Linked DNA regions of Mus musculus: all the other regions are linked to region 3. The links are chromatin contacts, called in public promoter capture Hi-C maps. All regions are on one chromosome and are shown on one strand. The core of a region is the stretch at or near the end of the contact, and the rest is flanking DNA. Distances in the headings are between cores, read along the strand shown.

Region 1 (2,700 bases), core at 149-2,648, 1.8 Mb before region 3:
GCAAGTTACCTACCCAGTTTCAGTACACAGAACGAGGTCATCACTTAAACCTTAAAAGAGCACTGCAAGCAAAGTAGAATCCACTGCGATTTTCTTTTCCTCTTACCAAGTAAACTGATGTTCTCAACGTTCATATATCCAAACAATTACTTTGTTAGCTCCAGTAAGTCGACCTAAGACTTCTTATGTTAGACAAGGCACCCTTTTCAAGGACTACTTTGGTTTGACTTTCCAAATTCAAGCATAAGAGTTTAGTAAATTCTACATTACATTTTTATTTTTCATAATGGCTGCAGGCTGTAACTGAGCAGCAGTGGCCACAATGAGATGACACAAAAAGGGGGTGGGGTGAGGGATATTCTCAGCGACACGTTCCAAAAATAATCCATAAAAAGAAAACACCTTGCCCTCTTCAAGATCTTCATTTTTAACAGATCTGTGTAATCTTAGGTAGGAATCAACACTTTTAAAGGACTAGCAAACTATGAAGGGGAACGGCATACAAAAGGACGTTTCATATTTTTGTTTTTCTGTTCTCAGGTCATTAGCAATTAGTACTCCACCTTCTTAAATGGCACAAGTTCTGGGCTTGCTTTTAAAACAAAGCCCACCAGGCTTTTAAATTATCATTTTGTGTTAGAAGTGTACAGGGACATCAGAGAACCACTGGAGTGGCAGATGCTATGTGACAACTAGTAGCCATCTCGTTAGAACCAAGCTTTACACTTGACTGTGGGTTTAGAGGCCAATGGAGGCCGCCATACAATCGAGGGCCCACGCCAGGTCCCTCGGAGTCAATAGATTCTAGGATCCAGGAAGGGGCGGAGCAAGAACACCGGCAGAGCCCCTCTGCGCTGTCATCTCACGTTCCCGGGGTTCTCCGCACGGCCCCATCCTCCACCCGCCGCAGTCTCTTCACGAGTCTGCATCCCACCCACCCCACCCTGTCCTTCCCCCACCTCTCAGTCACTTCAGTGACAGCTCAAGCGCTTGGCTCCCGCATCGAAGTCAACCTCGCGTATTTCAGTAAGCAGCTCTGCGATTGGCCCCACAGCTTCCCCAGCAAGACTAATAGGGCCCCAGACACTGGGCCACCAGCATGCCGATCAACCCTAGGCCCGCCCCCCGGCTTCCGTTCTTGGTGCCCGGTCCCAGGAACGCCCTGAAATGAAGCCCTTTCCCCCGCGCCTAGCTCTTCCTCGGGCCTGCCAGCCATATCCGCGCCTCCCTAGCTTCCTTGAGGAAGGCGCTGGCGAGCCCAACCTTTTTAACTTCAAAGCGCTTCTTGCCCGCGCCGCTGTTGGTGCCGCTGGGGGTATCCACATCCATCGCCGCCGCCATTTTGGAAACACACAGTCTGTCGTGTGACCACTGCGCCTGCGCACCGGCTCACTTTCCGCCGCCTGCCCCGCACACCAGGCGCCTCCTCCCGCACCCCTCCCCTCATTGGCGCGAGCGTGGAGAAGGGGCGGAGCCTGCGGTCACGCCCCTTAAAGGCGCAGGCGGAGGTTTCCCGCCCCCCTCCTCCCCATCTCTCTCAGCTGGGGAGGAGGCTGGAGTGATTGAGGCGGGGCCGGGCGGGGCCGGGCGGGGCCGAGAGAAGGGAGCCAACCGGTGGGAACGTCCGTGAGGTCTCGATGCTTCTCGCATTCTGGGAAGCCCTGTGGTCTGACTCCTTCATTTGGGGCGGCGGCTGCTTCCTTCTTCTGCCCCAGGACTTAAGCCCTGGTCCAGATCCACAGAGCTGCCCCCGAGTCCGTGGTTGCAAAGGGCATGGGCTGGTCTTTGGAAACCCGAAACTCCAAACCGGCCTTCTGCTGACCGTGGTCGGCTTCGGAGCCAGGCGGTGTCTCTCTGGAGGCCTGTGGCCCGGCTTACCAAGGCCTGGTCACCGTCTGCGTTATCAATTTCAGATTGGGAAATTATTTGATAGGGAGAGAAGAGGCCCAGGAGCAAACAGAGCAGGCATTCTGCAACTTTGCCTTTATCTTCTCACAGGAAAGGTGATGGGGATGCCATAGTAAATCCCATAACCAGCCAGTTCTAAATGGTCCTCCTTTCTCCTCATTTCCTATCGAGTTTTGCTACTGTGCTACGATTAAATTAGTACATTTGTAGTGGCTGAACTTGAGTTCTGGTGAGGCATTCTGATTTTCTTACCGGTCATTACCATCGAGCTACAGAACACATACGTTTTGTAAGCTTCCATGATTAGTCCAGCCCTCCGCTGTTTTGTCTCCTAAATTTGCGGAGTTATGACTAGAATACATCACCCTTGAATTTCCTGTGTGTTCTAGTTCCCTCAACAGTACAACAAAAAGGGTTTTACCGGAAATGTGCCCCTCCCCCCCCCCAGAAAGGGTTTTTCTCTGTGTAGCCCTGGCTGTCCTGGAACTCAGGACTGGACCTAGGCCGGCTTCGAACTCAGAAATCTGCCTGCTTCTGCTTCCCAAGTGCTGGGATTAAAGGCATGCGCCACCACTGCCTGTCCTGAAATGTTCTGTTAAAAGAAATACTTGCTGGTGTGTAATGCGGTGTGTCATTGATGCACTTGCTAAGCAGGGCAATACATCCTGAATACCACCACAGTTTTAACTTGCACAGAGACTTGTGAGAGCCCTGCAAGGTGTGTGTGTGTCTGCCCAAGTTCTACCTCCCACACTAAATCTGTCATTGGTCTATGTGTCTACAGACCCCCTA
Region 2 (2,700 bases), core at 127-2,626, 1.0 Mb before region 3:
GCCGCCGTGCAGCTTATTTGGAATAAAAAGATACAAAAAGACCTATTTGAAGTTTGAATTTAATGCAATAGCCCACATTTTATCTGGAAACTACCCAAGTACCCAAGGGCACAGAGGAAAAGATTAGTCTTTCACCTACCCCACAGCCAGCTGTCCAACTGGTATTCTAACCAGGCTCCTTGGAAACATCTCTCAACACCCAAGCAGAGCAGATGGGCAAAGTAGGAGCCTCTTCCTGAGCTTGGTCCAGTGCTTTGTGGGAGCACCCAACACTGGGCCAAGCCACTGCTAGAGCTTAAAATAGCGTTCCTCATTCATTTGAGCCTGCTTGGGCTCTAGTGCCAAGCCCAGGAGAGGATGATAATGGGAAAGTCGGGTTGTTTGGGGGAGAAAGGCTCCTAAGAAAAGCTCATCTGGCCCAGAGGGGAAGGGAGGCTATTACCAACTTCATGCGATTGTGAAGATCAAATAGGGAAACGGCCGAGGATACGCCTTGTAAATAAATCCCTGGTGATAGTTCATGATCAAGCCCTTTGAGTGGCTAGTTTAGCACAGGGCCTCACAACTGTCACACTGCCCAAGGAAGATGGATGGTGACAGAGGTATACCAACACAAGGCTAGCGCACCTAGACACTGTAGTAAGAAAAACCAGTGCTTTGCCACGAACTTACACATCCATCTTTCAAAAGGTCTCATCACAGCTGCACAAGGTGAGCGCCAGCGGGGGTCCATTTCCCAGAGGATGGTGAGAGTGGCCCGCAAGTGAGACCAGGCAGGGGAGTGTGTGTGTGTGTGGGGGGTCCCTCTGGTGCAGGACTGGGGCCCGAGGCCTACCTTCTGGGCCTGCTGGATCATCTGCCTGACCACCTGCTTCAGGTGCGGTGCCTTCTCTTCTTTGGGCGGGTGGGTGAAGAGCGTGACTCGGCTCACACCGCGGTAGAAGTTGGTGTCTGTCCACCCCAGGTCCAGTGGGGGCACTTCGGTGTCCGAGCGGTCTGGCCAGTAGGCCAGGGACTCAGTGGGCTGGGCCGGGACCTTGGCCTTGGCCTTAGCCTTGGCACGGGTGCTGGAGACTGCCTCCTCGTAGGGGCTCCAGGCGGCGCAGAGGGCCTGGCGCTCCTGGCTGGAGAGGAAGTCCCGCAGCCGCTCCTTCTTGACCAGTTCGCGGTAGGCCTGCTCGCCTCCACCCAGCAGCGCCTCCAGCGCGGCCCGCCGCCTCTCGCAGTAGTAGAAAGCTGCATGTGCCTCGGTCACCCTCTCGTTCACGTGCGCCTCGTCCAGGCAGCTCAGTTGGGACTCGGCCATGGCGCCCCAGCCCTGTCCCGGGGCCCCAGGCTCGGACCCTGCTGTCCCCACCGCCGCACCTGGAGCGCTCGAGGGGCGGGGCGCCTCACCTGGCCGCGAGGTCCGCCTCGGCCCGCCCAGCGATCGCCAGTCGGCCAATCGGCGCGGGCCCCGGTGCGGGCGCGGCCGTCGGGCGGAGAGGGACCGCCGCCTCTGCAGGGCTTGCGGGGACCTCACGGGCGGCTCAGCCGACGCCCTGCGTCTCTGGCCTACTTAGCCCGGCTGGGGTGCAGAGTGTCGGCGTGGAAGTGAAAGCCCGGCTGTGGTCAGAGGCACGTGCGGCCTTTGAGTCACGCCCGCCTCCCAGCTGCGACCCATCAGTGCAGGGAAGGTCGGCGACCTGACCCCTTTACGCCTCCAGCACCCTCGGGACTCAGCCCCGCGGGTACAGCCTCATCTTCCCGCAGGCAGGGCCCAGAGCACGTGTTCTAGTCCGGACGCCTGCGGAATTTAGTAGCATCCTGACCCACTCCGGCCTTCAGGGTCCAAGTGTGTGTGCTGTTGGGCTAGATCGTCGGACTGTGTAGGGGGCAGTCTGTGTGGGAAAGCAAAGATGCTAATGAAATCCCTAGTTCTCCCGCCCACGCGTCCCAGTTCTGAGATCAGAGGCCTCCAGGGGCTGTCAATTCAACACCAACACCGTCACTACAAAATTTTTTTCTCCTAAAAGAATCACCCAAATAGCAAAGATGTAAGCAGGAGGCAGTGGATTTGCCCCTCATTTTAATTTGAAGTGGTGTGTGCGTGTGTTTGGGCCTGATAGGCTGCCAGAGGCCTGATTACTATATTAGCGATTCAAAATACATGTTTGAGCCCAAGGAAGGAAGCTGAGCACAGACACGCGCGTGCACACCACCACCATCACCACCAGAGGATCTGCTGTTTCCCATTGGATTAAATACAATCTTCTTAGTCATTAACATATTATTTTGTTCGTGTGCTGCTGTACAATTTTGATTCTCCACATTCAAAATATTTTCAGATCATAGCAACCAAAGGTTCACATTTCTCTCATTTTGTAGCACAGCGACTTGGAGCTGGAAGGAGCTTTAGAAATGAGTCCAACCCCCTCATTTCACAAACGAGGAAATTGAGGCCTAGAAATAAATGCTTTTCTATATCTCCCGAGAAAGGAGCGGCTAAGCAAAGGAACTGCTATGCTCTCTGCGGTGAGGGAGGTCCTTTCCCAACATGTGGCCTCCTTTGCTTGTTCTTATAAAGAAACAGAGGTTATTGGGGTTATTAGGGGTGTGTATGAAGGAGTCAATAGGCATCTCTCTCTCTCTCTCTCTCCCTCTCTCTCTCTCCTTCCTTCTATCTCTCTCTCACTCCTTCCTTCTCTCTCTCTCTCTCAC
Region 3 (2,700 bases), core at 162-2,661:
GGAAGTGGAGGTAGAGCCCCTGGCATTCCTCCTGACAGCCCTGTGTTAGGCCCTAAAAGTATCTGGAAAAGAAAAAAAAAAAAAAAAAGACTGTTAAGATACTGCATAGTTCCAGTCGTCGGTCCCTTCTGTCACACATGAGGGGCAGGCAAATTCTACACTGCCAAGTACCTGAAAGTACAGGGACCTGCTCCCACTTGGGGTTAAGTGCCAATCTCCTGGGGCTCTGCGGTTGGCCCACCGCCAAGAAGAACATGTGCTCACCTGCCGTTGCTGCAGTTGCTGCTGTTGCTCCATCTGCAACTTTTCTGTCTCAAAGACAACGGGAAGAACCAGGATCATGAAGGAAGTGGTCCCAATCCACAAAGCTGCCCTGGAAAATCTGCAGAGGGAAAGAGTGGATGAGGCGTCATGAAAAGGAAAGCCGGCACTCCGGCTAGGACCGAACCTGGAACAGGACGTGCAGTACCGCCCTCGATCTTCTAAAAGCGTACCCTACCAATTCCTTGCCCCCAGAGTCCTGGCAGAGGCAAGAGGAGCAGTAATTACCTAGCGATACAGTGCATTCTTATAAGCCTCGTATATACGTAACCTTAGTCTCATAACGACCCCGCCAGGTTAAGAACTCCCTTCTGGGGCTGGTGAGATGGCTCAGTGGGTTAGAGCACCCGACTGCTCTTCCGAAGGTGCAGAGTTCAAATCCCAGCAACCACATGGTGGCTCACAACCATCCGTAACAAGATCTGACCCCCTCTTCTGGAGTGTCTGAAGACAGCTACAATGTACTTACATATAATAAATAAATAAATAAATCTTTAAAAAAAAAAAAAGAACTCCCTTCTGCAGAAGACCAACCACACTCGGGGTATGACAATGAATCCAAGGTCACTCAAACTCTGCTCTGCGACTCCCGAGGCCCGCTGTCCTTTGACAGCACCCGTCACCCGTCCATGCCCGCTCCCGGTGGCTCTCCGTCGGCCCTTTTACCTGTACATCTTCTGAGCCACGAAGAGCGAGAGGTCAAAGGTGGCTCCGGCGGCTGACCGGACCCTCTCGGGAAACATCTCCGTCAGACCCCAGAGTCTCTCCGACAGGGTCTCGTCTAGCTGTGGTGGAGGAGGCGTGGGTCGTCGGTGAAGCGGCAGCAGCACCGCAACCGCCGAGCCCCGGGCCTGGCCCTTCCGTGCCGCGCGGAGAAGCCGCCCTCTCGGCTCGCGGCGTCCACGCCCCAACCGCCCGCCCTCGCCCCGCTCCCCGCCAGCCCTAGCACCTCGTCGTCGTCGTCTTCTTCCAGCTCCTCCTCGGCTTTCTCTGCCTCGGCTTTCGGGAGTAATTCCTCGGGGGACAGAGGCTCCCCAGCGCCGGCTGCAGCGACGGCGGCGGCCATGGCTGTAGGACACCGGAAGCGGAAGAGAGCAGGCGAAGCGGCCCACCCCTGGACAGAGCGTCTTCCGGAAGCGAGCCGGGCTGGCTAGAGAGAAAGCGTTGGCGTCTCCTCCAGCTCGCCCCCTTGGTGTCGCCAGCCTCTTAATTTCAACTGACTGTAAGAGTATGTTCAGGGAGAGATGCGGGTGCTTCTCAGCTATTCTGTGCCGTTGGGTCTGGGCTTGGCTCCGAAACTGCATATTTTAGAGAGATCTGGTTTTTGTTTATTTAATTTTTTTTTTTTTTTTTTTTTGGTTTTTCGAGACAGGGTTTCTCTGTGTAGCCCTGGCTGTCCTGGAACTCACTCTGTAGACCAGGCTGGCCTTGAACTCAGAAATCCGACTGCCTCTGCCTCCCGAGTGCTGGGATTAAAGGCCTGCGCCACCACGCCCGGCTTAATTTTTGAGACCAGGTTTCTCTGTATAGCCCTGGGCTGTCCTGGAACTCTCTGTAGACTCAGAGATCCACTTGCTACTGCCTCCCGAGTACGGGGATTAAAGGCGTGCACCACCACAAGTGAGCAATATGTGTACTTATGGAGGTCAGAGGACACTTGCAGTTGATCCTCTCTGTAACAGGGCCCCAGACCTTAGCACAACTGACTCCGTGTTTTTTGTTGTGTGTGTGTATGTGCGAGTGTGTGCTTAAAAGCTCACTCTGAGAAAGGCTTGCTAGGCTATACTGAGATCCTAAACACTGGCTAATAAAGATTTTCTATGGCTTAAAGCCCATGTCTACTCGGTCTTCTCTGGTGAATATTCACAACACTTTTCTTCCACCACGTGGGGCCTGGGGATCAAATTCACACTCAGCAGCAAGCATTTTTTTGGGTTTTTTTTTCAAGACAGGGTTTCTCTGTGTAGCCCTGGCTGTCCTTTGTAGACCAGACTGGCCTCAAACTCAGAAATCTGCCTGCCGCTGCCTCCCGAGTGCTAGGATTAAAGGCGTGGGCCACCACACCCTGCAGCAGCAAGCATCTTTAAACCACTTATTCATTTCATTCCCCCCCACCCCTGGGCCCACACACACATTAAAAGCACGGTTTCATGTAGCCCAGGCTAGCCTTGAACTCATTTTGTGGATGACCTTGAGTTTCTGATCCTCCTGCCTCCACCTCGAACTAAGGCCACAGGTGTGTCACCACACAGGAATCAAAACCAGGCCTTTATTCTACCAACTGAGCCACAAACATGATCTATTATTATTACTTTTTTTTTTTTTAAGTTCCAGGCTTGGCTGTCCTGGAACTCTCTATGAAAACATTCAACGCACAGA
Region 4 (2,700 bases), core at 152-2,651, 1.7 Mb before region 3:
CACAATCACATAACAAACATCTGGCTTAACTGTGTTTCAGTCCCTCAGTCCCTCAGTGGTAAAGATTCAATGTCACTCCTTCATTGAAGCTAAAAAAACCGCAAACCATTTAGTGGTAATATAACAAGATGCTGAACTTACTTTTCCTCAGAAACAAACTATAATATATTTACTAGATTTTTTTAATGTGTTTTAGTCCTAAAGCTGGATCAAGTCAGGATTTACACGAAGCTACAAGAAAGTCAACGATCCGAAACAAAAAGCTGGTTCTAGTCTAGTCACAGTCTGTGGCCTGCCACATTTTCATTCATTTCCGTTAAAGGCACATCTTAACTACCAGGATTACAGAATAGGCTCCGTGCAATGGTGCAGTTTTAAATAGCGAATCCAAGTATCACATGCAAATATCAAGATCAATTTTAATGTCAAATACCCTATTTTCTGGTTCAGATTTTGCACACCTCGTCTGAAGTATAATCCAACATTAGGTCTCCTTACAAAGTAGGTGACTCACTCTCCAGTATAAAATTTTATGTTAGGTTAATTGCTCACCATATTGTACACGGAGGGTTCACATTCTCCGTGCTCTATCACCTTGACTGTTTATGTAAGACTTAGGCACGTCCCTCGCTTAGTTCTTTACAAACTGAATTGCACAAAGCATTTGTTTCTAGACGTGTTTCTTCTCTCTCTTTCTCTCTCTCTCTCTCTCTCTCTCTCTCTTTTCGAGACAGGGTTTCTCTGTATAGTCCTGGCTGTCCTGGAACTCACTCTGTATTTGGATCAGGCTGGCCTCGAACTCAGAAATCCGCCTGCCTCTGCCTCCCAAGTGCTGGGATTAAAGGCGTGCGCCACCACAGCCCGGCTCTATCTTTTGAGCTAGCTCTCCGATGAAACCTATGAAAAGGCGAAAGATTTACCCTGACCTAACACACACACACACGCTACTTGACATTAAACAATTTAGTCAAGTGTGATGATAAAAGCTACCAATTTAGAATTCGAGTAACTTTGAAGACAATCCCTTGGAGTTCCCTCCTCTTCAGTCACTCCAGCTTTCCCAGAATAACAGAACCTAAAGCCCACTCTTTCCCAGAGCAATCGATCAAAAGAAAAATCCGTGGGTGGTGAGGGGGGATCAGGTGCCGATTGGTGAAGAACCACGGATCATCAACTTGTAGCTCTTTGGGCTGCTTTAGGCTTTCTCCAAAGGAAGAACCTGAAGGGGACGCCGGCAGGAAAGACTCTAACCTGAGAGGCCGCGGAGCCTTGCTAGAACGGGAGCCAGCTTGGGGGTTGAGAGCAGAGACGGCATGGCCTGTAACCACTGGTCAGGAAAAGTACAAACTCTGGGGAAAGCCACTAGCACAGCCGCGTCGCCAGGAAACCAGTCAACTGCTCGGCCCCTTCCGGCAGGCGCGGCTCGCGGGCTTTCTTCCCGGGGCGGCGCAGAGCAGTGACGTCACTCGGCTAGGTTTTGGGCGCGCCGGCCCCACGGGCATTTATTTATTTTCCCCCCTCCTCCATGCGGCGTCTCGTTCTGCTTAATGCCCATCTTCACAGAAGAAATATCTTATTCCAAATGTCTCCCTATGTCCCGCTTGAAAGCGCACAGACACAAGGTCCTTCATCCATCCCGGGGAATTAGGTCAGAGGAAAGAATCCGAGTGAGACTGTTCGCCGATCGAAGCAGGCATTGTCACGGGCAGCTACACTTCTAGAAGGTTCTAGGCGGAGCACAGGTCCAGAGGTAGGAGTGGGAATGAGCGAGCGAAGGCCCGGGGTCACGAGGCCGTTGGGGGGGAGGAGCCAGCGGCCGGGGAGGTTCTAGTCTGTTCTGCCTCGCGGCAGCCGCCCCCTTCCACTTGGTCACGTTGAGCCGCTCCCGGGCCTGGCATCGTGCCTCCGCAGCCGCCCACCGCCTTCAGCTTCCAGCCTCCCACCATGGATCCCCGCAAAGTGAGCGAGCTTCGGGCCTTCGTGAAGATGTGTAGGCAGGACCCGAGCGTCCTGCACACCGAGGAAATGCGCTTCCTGAGGGAGTGGGTGGAGAGGTGAGAGCCCTGGGCCCCGTGGACCGTTGGGGACGGAAAGTTGGGGGTTGGGGAGTGGGCCCCGAGCTGGCGTAGGGAGGAGGGGAGCGGTTCTAGGCCCCTTCGTGGCTCTTAGTGGCTTCGAGAGGTTCTCGGAGGGATCTGGAGCGTTGGGCAACTTAGGGGTGGAAAAGCAGAGGTTAGAGTTGGTTCCCCCCCACCCCCCGCAGTTAAGTCTTTATGGGGGTGTGTTTGGGTTGTGAATATTTGAGCAGTGGAAATAATGCGCGAACGAAGACAAAGCTTTTACTAAGGGATTGTTTTTCTTGAACCTGGCGTCTTGTTTAAGTCGCATTGACCCATGTGTCGTTTAAAATATTAATAGTGGTAACTTATTTATTCTATAACTTCAGTTATCTGTACTTGGCCTTACAACGATTTTAATTGCATGGAATTTTGTTGGGAATTATTTATACCCACGTTAGTTGTAGCGCTGTCACTTCAGCTACTTTAGGAATTTTTTTTTTTCCTTCAAAGACCAGTGTGCTTGCAGGACTAACTGGAGAGTATTTCGCCTGCGTACTATGATTGTTGTGCCAGCTGCTGGGAAACAGTATTACTGGGGAATTGGTTTCTCCTTTTTGTTGTTTTAGTCTCGTTGATAAAA
Region 5 (2,700 bases), core at 150-2,649, 1.0 Mb before region 3:
GATACTGGTTATCCAGTATATGCCTACCTGTAGAGACTACTACTACACTGATATCCCTCCCACTTACTACATCGATACTCATGCTATACAAGTGTCTCCATGCTCTGCTCTTTAAGGAGCGTTCAAAACCCACGGCGAACACATAGTTTTAAAGTCAAGAACTGAAATCTCCCACAAGCGAAGAGAAACATTTCACAAAAGGCTAGGATGTGTGATTTTTGTACAGCTTACTGCTATGTTTAACTGTGAAGGAGGTACAAATGATGTTTTTATTCACGGAGTCTTGGTTGGTACTCTTTATTCAGAATCCAAGCAGCCCAAAGACACAGGAGAAAGCTTGAAGCTCAAAGTCTCAGACGGGTGACCTGCGTCCAAGACTAAGGATGGATGAGACGGCTGCTGTTCTTGGGTGTCGTGATAGCCACTGTAGTGAATTTCACTGGACCAGATATTTATTTAGCCATCATGGACTAACAAATCCGTTAGTTTGGAATTAAAGGGCACCTTACCAGCATTAGGTAGCAAACCCTTCCCAAGGCTCTTTCCAAATCTGTCATCCCTCCGCCCCTCGCCCCTCGTCTGTTTCCTCATCCAAAGTGAGCATCGCCTCGCCACAGCACCCCACCCCCGACCGCACGCAGCTCTCGCGGGATGCCCGTGGAACCTCGCTATCGGGGTCCAGCACATAAGCCTGCACGCCCGCCGCGCGGGGACACCGGATGCTCGCGCCCCACCGCCTGGCATTTGCAGCTCAGAGGGCCCTAGGCGACACGAAGCGCTCGGACAGCCACCGGCCCACCCGGAAGCCCTTTCCTCCGCTCACACCTGCAGGCGCGTGACGCCGGTCTGTCCCGGCCCCAATACTTGGGGACACCAAGGCCCTCGCGACCGACGTGACCGCGCGTCCCTCACACACCCCTCCCCCGCCTCACGTCTGCACATTGCGATCCCACAGCGCGCCCCGGGCAAGCGCCCCGGCCCGCCGCGGCCCACTCGGGTCGCGCGCGCTCTCTCCACCCGCCCCCCCCAACCCGCCCCTCCCGCCCGGCTCGCTCCCGTCGCGCGCGCGCGCGCGCGAGGACACGCACACGCTGCACCTCAGCGGGCCGTGCCGCGCGCCCCCGAGGGCGTCCTCAGTCGCCCACCCTGGGTCGCCCCGCTCCGCTCCGCCTGGCGGCTCCCGAGAAAGGAGCAGGCCCGCGCGGCCCACGATCCTCACTCACCGCTGAGCCGCGCCGGCTCCGAGTGCGCGGCGTTCCGCTGTGGAGCCCAGCGGTGACCGCGGTCTCCGCTCCTCCGCAAGCTGTGGAGGCGTCGTCGCGGGGAGGCTGAGAGGCGAGGGGGGTCACGGTCGCTCGCTTCACCTTGCCGAAGCTCGGGGACCCCAGAAACTAAAAACAAAATAAACAAACTTTCCCCTCCGCCTCCCTCCCCCAAAACCACAACACAAACACTCTGGCGCCCGCCCACAGCCCCACTCCATTGGCCGCAGGCAGGATGCCTCTAGCTTTCACTGGTTAGCTTTCGTGCCCGTCAAGCCGCTGGTCCTCCTCCCTTAAGTCCTCGCCGCTGCCGTCTCCCCTCATTGGCTAAGTGCTTCCCGTTTGCCGAGCTGGGATTGGCTGAGCGGCCTGCGCCAATCATGAGGGGACACACCCCCTCAGCATCCCAGAGGCCGCTTCCTCGGTCGCGGACCCAGAGAGACGAAGGGGAAACTAGAGCATGATGGCGGCCGAGATCACCTAGCGCAGTCATCTCTTCCCCCTTTTTTAGCTCACTAATGCCTCTCTCAGGGGCTGTTTCCCCCAAGCTCCTTTCACCATTCGAGACTGCACTAATAACGGAATCTATACGTGCAGGCTCCTTGATTTATCCCCTCCGAATTGCTGAGTGTGGGTTGGTTGTGCGTCATTGGACTGTCAGGGTGTCGCTCCCAAGTCACATCCTTAAGCTATTGGTGGATCAGCCAGAAAGCGGCCAACAACAAGGGCCCATGCCATTGGTTTGATTCCACTGTTTCCCCCACCCCCCTACCCCGGCCTCTTATTGGGCACTTCCGTGTTGTCCGTCAGATCCGGATTCTCCACACTACGTTTTGGCTGAGGAGCGGGGCATCTTTAGTCATTGAAAGTTGACAGTGATAACTACTATCATTTATTGTATTTTATTCCAAATACGGTCCCCAATTCTTTACAGAAACTATTCTGATTAAACAGTAATTTTACAGGAAGCAAAGCCAAAAGAGGTTAAGAGACTTATCCAAGGTCACCCATTTAGAAAGAAGTTTTGGGACATAAGGTGGTTTCTAGGCCTGTCTGACTCGTTTCTATACATGCCTTAGTATCTCTGAATAGTATCCGTCCGTCAACCCAGTATCTTAAAACTGTTTCCTTCAGAACCTAAATTACTCAGTTTCTGGCAATTAGAAACCTTGTCATTAACATTATTGGAGACTAACTTTAGAAAGATTGTCATCATATCCTCCTAGGCACCATTCTTCCCTGTTCTAAGTTAAACAGTATATTTTTCCTGACAAGAAGCACGTATAAAATCTATATTCTGTTTCTTTGTCTTTGTAAATGGTCATTTTTTTACCATACTTATGTGCCCAAGCAACACTCATACACACCTCTGACCATCTTTAGCTTGTTCCTTTGAAAGAATAAAGAATTCGAAATTAGGAGAAATTAAGTCTAGAGT

The links. Promoter capture Hi-C pulls out the DNA fragments that hold promoters and counts their contacts. Capture Hi-C pulls out chosen DNA fragments and counts their contacts.
Region 1: a contact with region 3 is called in a promoter capture Hi-C map of liver, with 2.7 times the contacts expected there. The contact joins the promoter of Rbx1 here to the promoter of Tomm22 in region 3. A contact is called at or near these places in 2 of 39 promoter capture datasets (liver and pre-B cells) and 1 of 115 datasets of contacts at active chromatin or transcription factors (astrocytes).
Region 2: a promoter capture Hi-C map of liver shows a contact between it and region 3, with 2.7 times the contacts expected there. The contact joins the promoter of Fam83f here to the promoter of Tomm22 in region 3. A contact is called at or near these places in 2 of 39 promoter capture datasets (both in liver).
Region 4: a promoter capture Hi-C map of adipose tissue shows a contact between it and region 3, with 4 times the contacts expected there. The contact joins the promoter of Xpnpep3 here to the promoter of Tomm22 in region 3. A contact is called at or near these places in 5 of 39 promoter capture datasets (erythroid cells, hippocampal neurons, liver and 1 more), 3 of 115 datasets of contacts at active chromatin or transcription factors (astrocytes, pancreatic cancer cells and thymic regulatory T cells) and 2 of 9 other capture datasets (adipose tissue and liver).
Region 5: a promoter capture Hi-C map of liver shows a contact between it and region 3, with 4 times the contacts expected there. The contact joins the promoter of Tnrc6b here to the promoter of Tomm22 in region 3. A contact is called at or near these places in 6 of 39 promoter capture datasets (the 3T3-L1 cell line, 3T3-L1-derived adipocytes, hippocampal neurons and 2 more) and 2 of 115 datasets of contacts at active chromatin or transcription factors (large pre-B cells and pancreatic cancer cells).

What each region holds. Positions count from the first base shown.
Region 1 is chr15:81,465,014-81,467,713 of GRCm38.p6, reverse strand. Rbx1 (ring-box 1) reads right to left here and starts at 1,398. Exons shown (of 5, transcript NM_019712.3): 1 at 1,264-1,398. The coding sequence starts at 1,341.
Region 2 is chr15:80,670,523-80,673,222 of GRCm38.p6, reverse strand. Fam83f (family with sequence similarity 83, member F) reads right to left here and starts at 1,376. Exons shown (of 5, transcript NM_145986.2): 1 at 836-1,376. The coding sequence starts at 1,306.
Region 3 is chr15:79,669,579-79,672,278 of GRCm38.p6, reverse strand. It overlaps Tomm22 (translocase of outer mitochondrial membrane 22), which reads right to left and starts at 1,411. Exons shown (of 4, transcript NM_172609.3): 1 at 1,271-1,411; 2 at 988-1,106; 3 at 265-382; 4 at 1-62. The coding sequence starts at 1,387.
Region 4 is chr15:81,398,839-81,401,538 of GRCm38.p6, reverse strand. It overlaps Xpnpep3 (X-prolyl aminopeptidase 3, mitochondrial), which reads right to left and starts at 1,401. Exons shown (of 10, transcript NM_001347075.1): 1 at 1,252-1,401. The coding sequence starts at 1,315. It overlaps St13 (suppression of tumorigenicity 13), which reads left to right and starts at 1,845. Exons shown (of 12, transcript NM_133726.2): 1 at 1,845-2,054. The coding sequence starts at 1,945.
Region 5 is chr15:80,710,012-80,712,711 of GRCm38.p6, reverse strand. It overlaps Tnrc6b (trinucleotide repeat containing 6b), which reads right to left and starts at 1,399. Exons shown (of 25, transcript NM_144812.3): 1 at 1,224-1,399.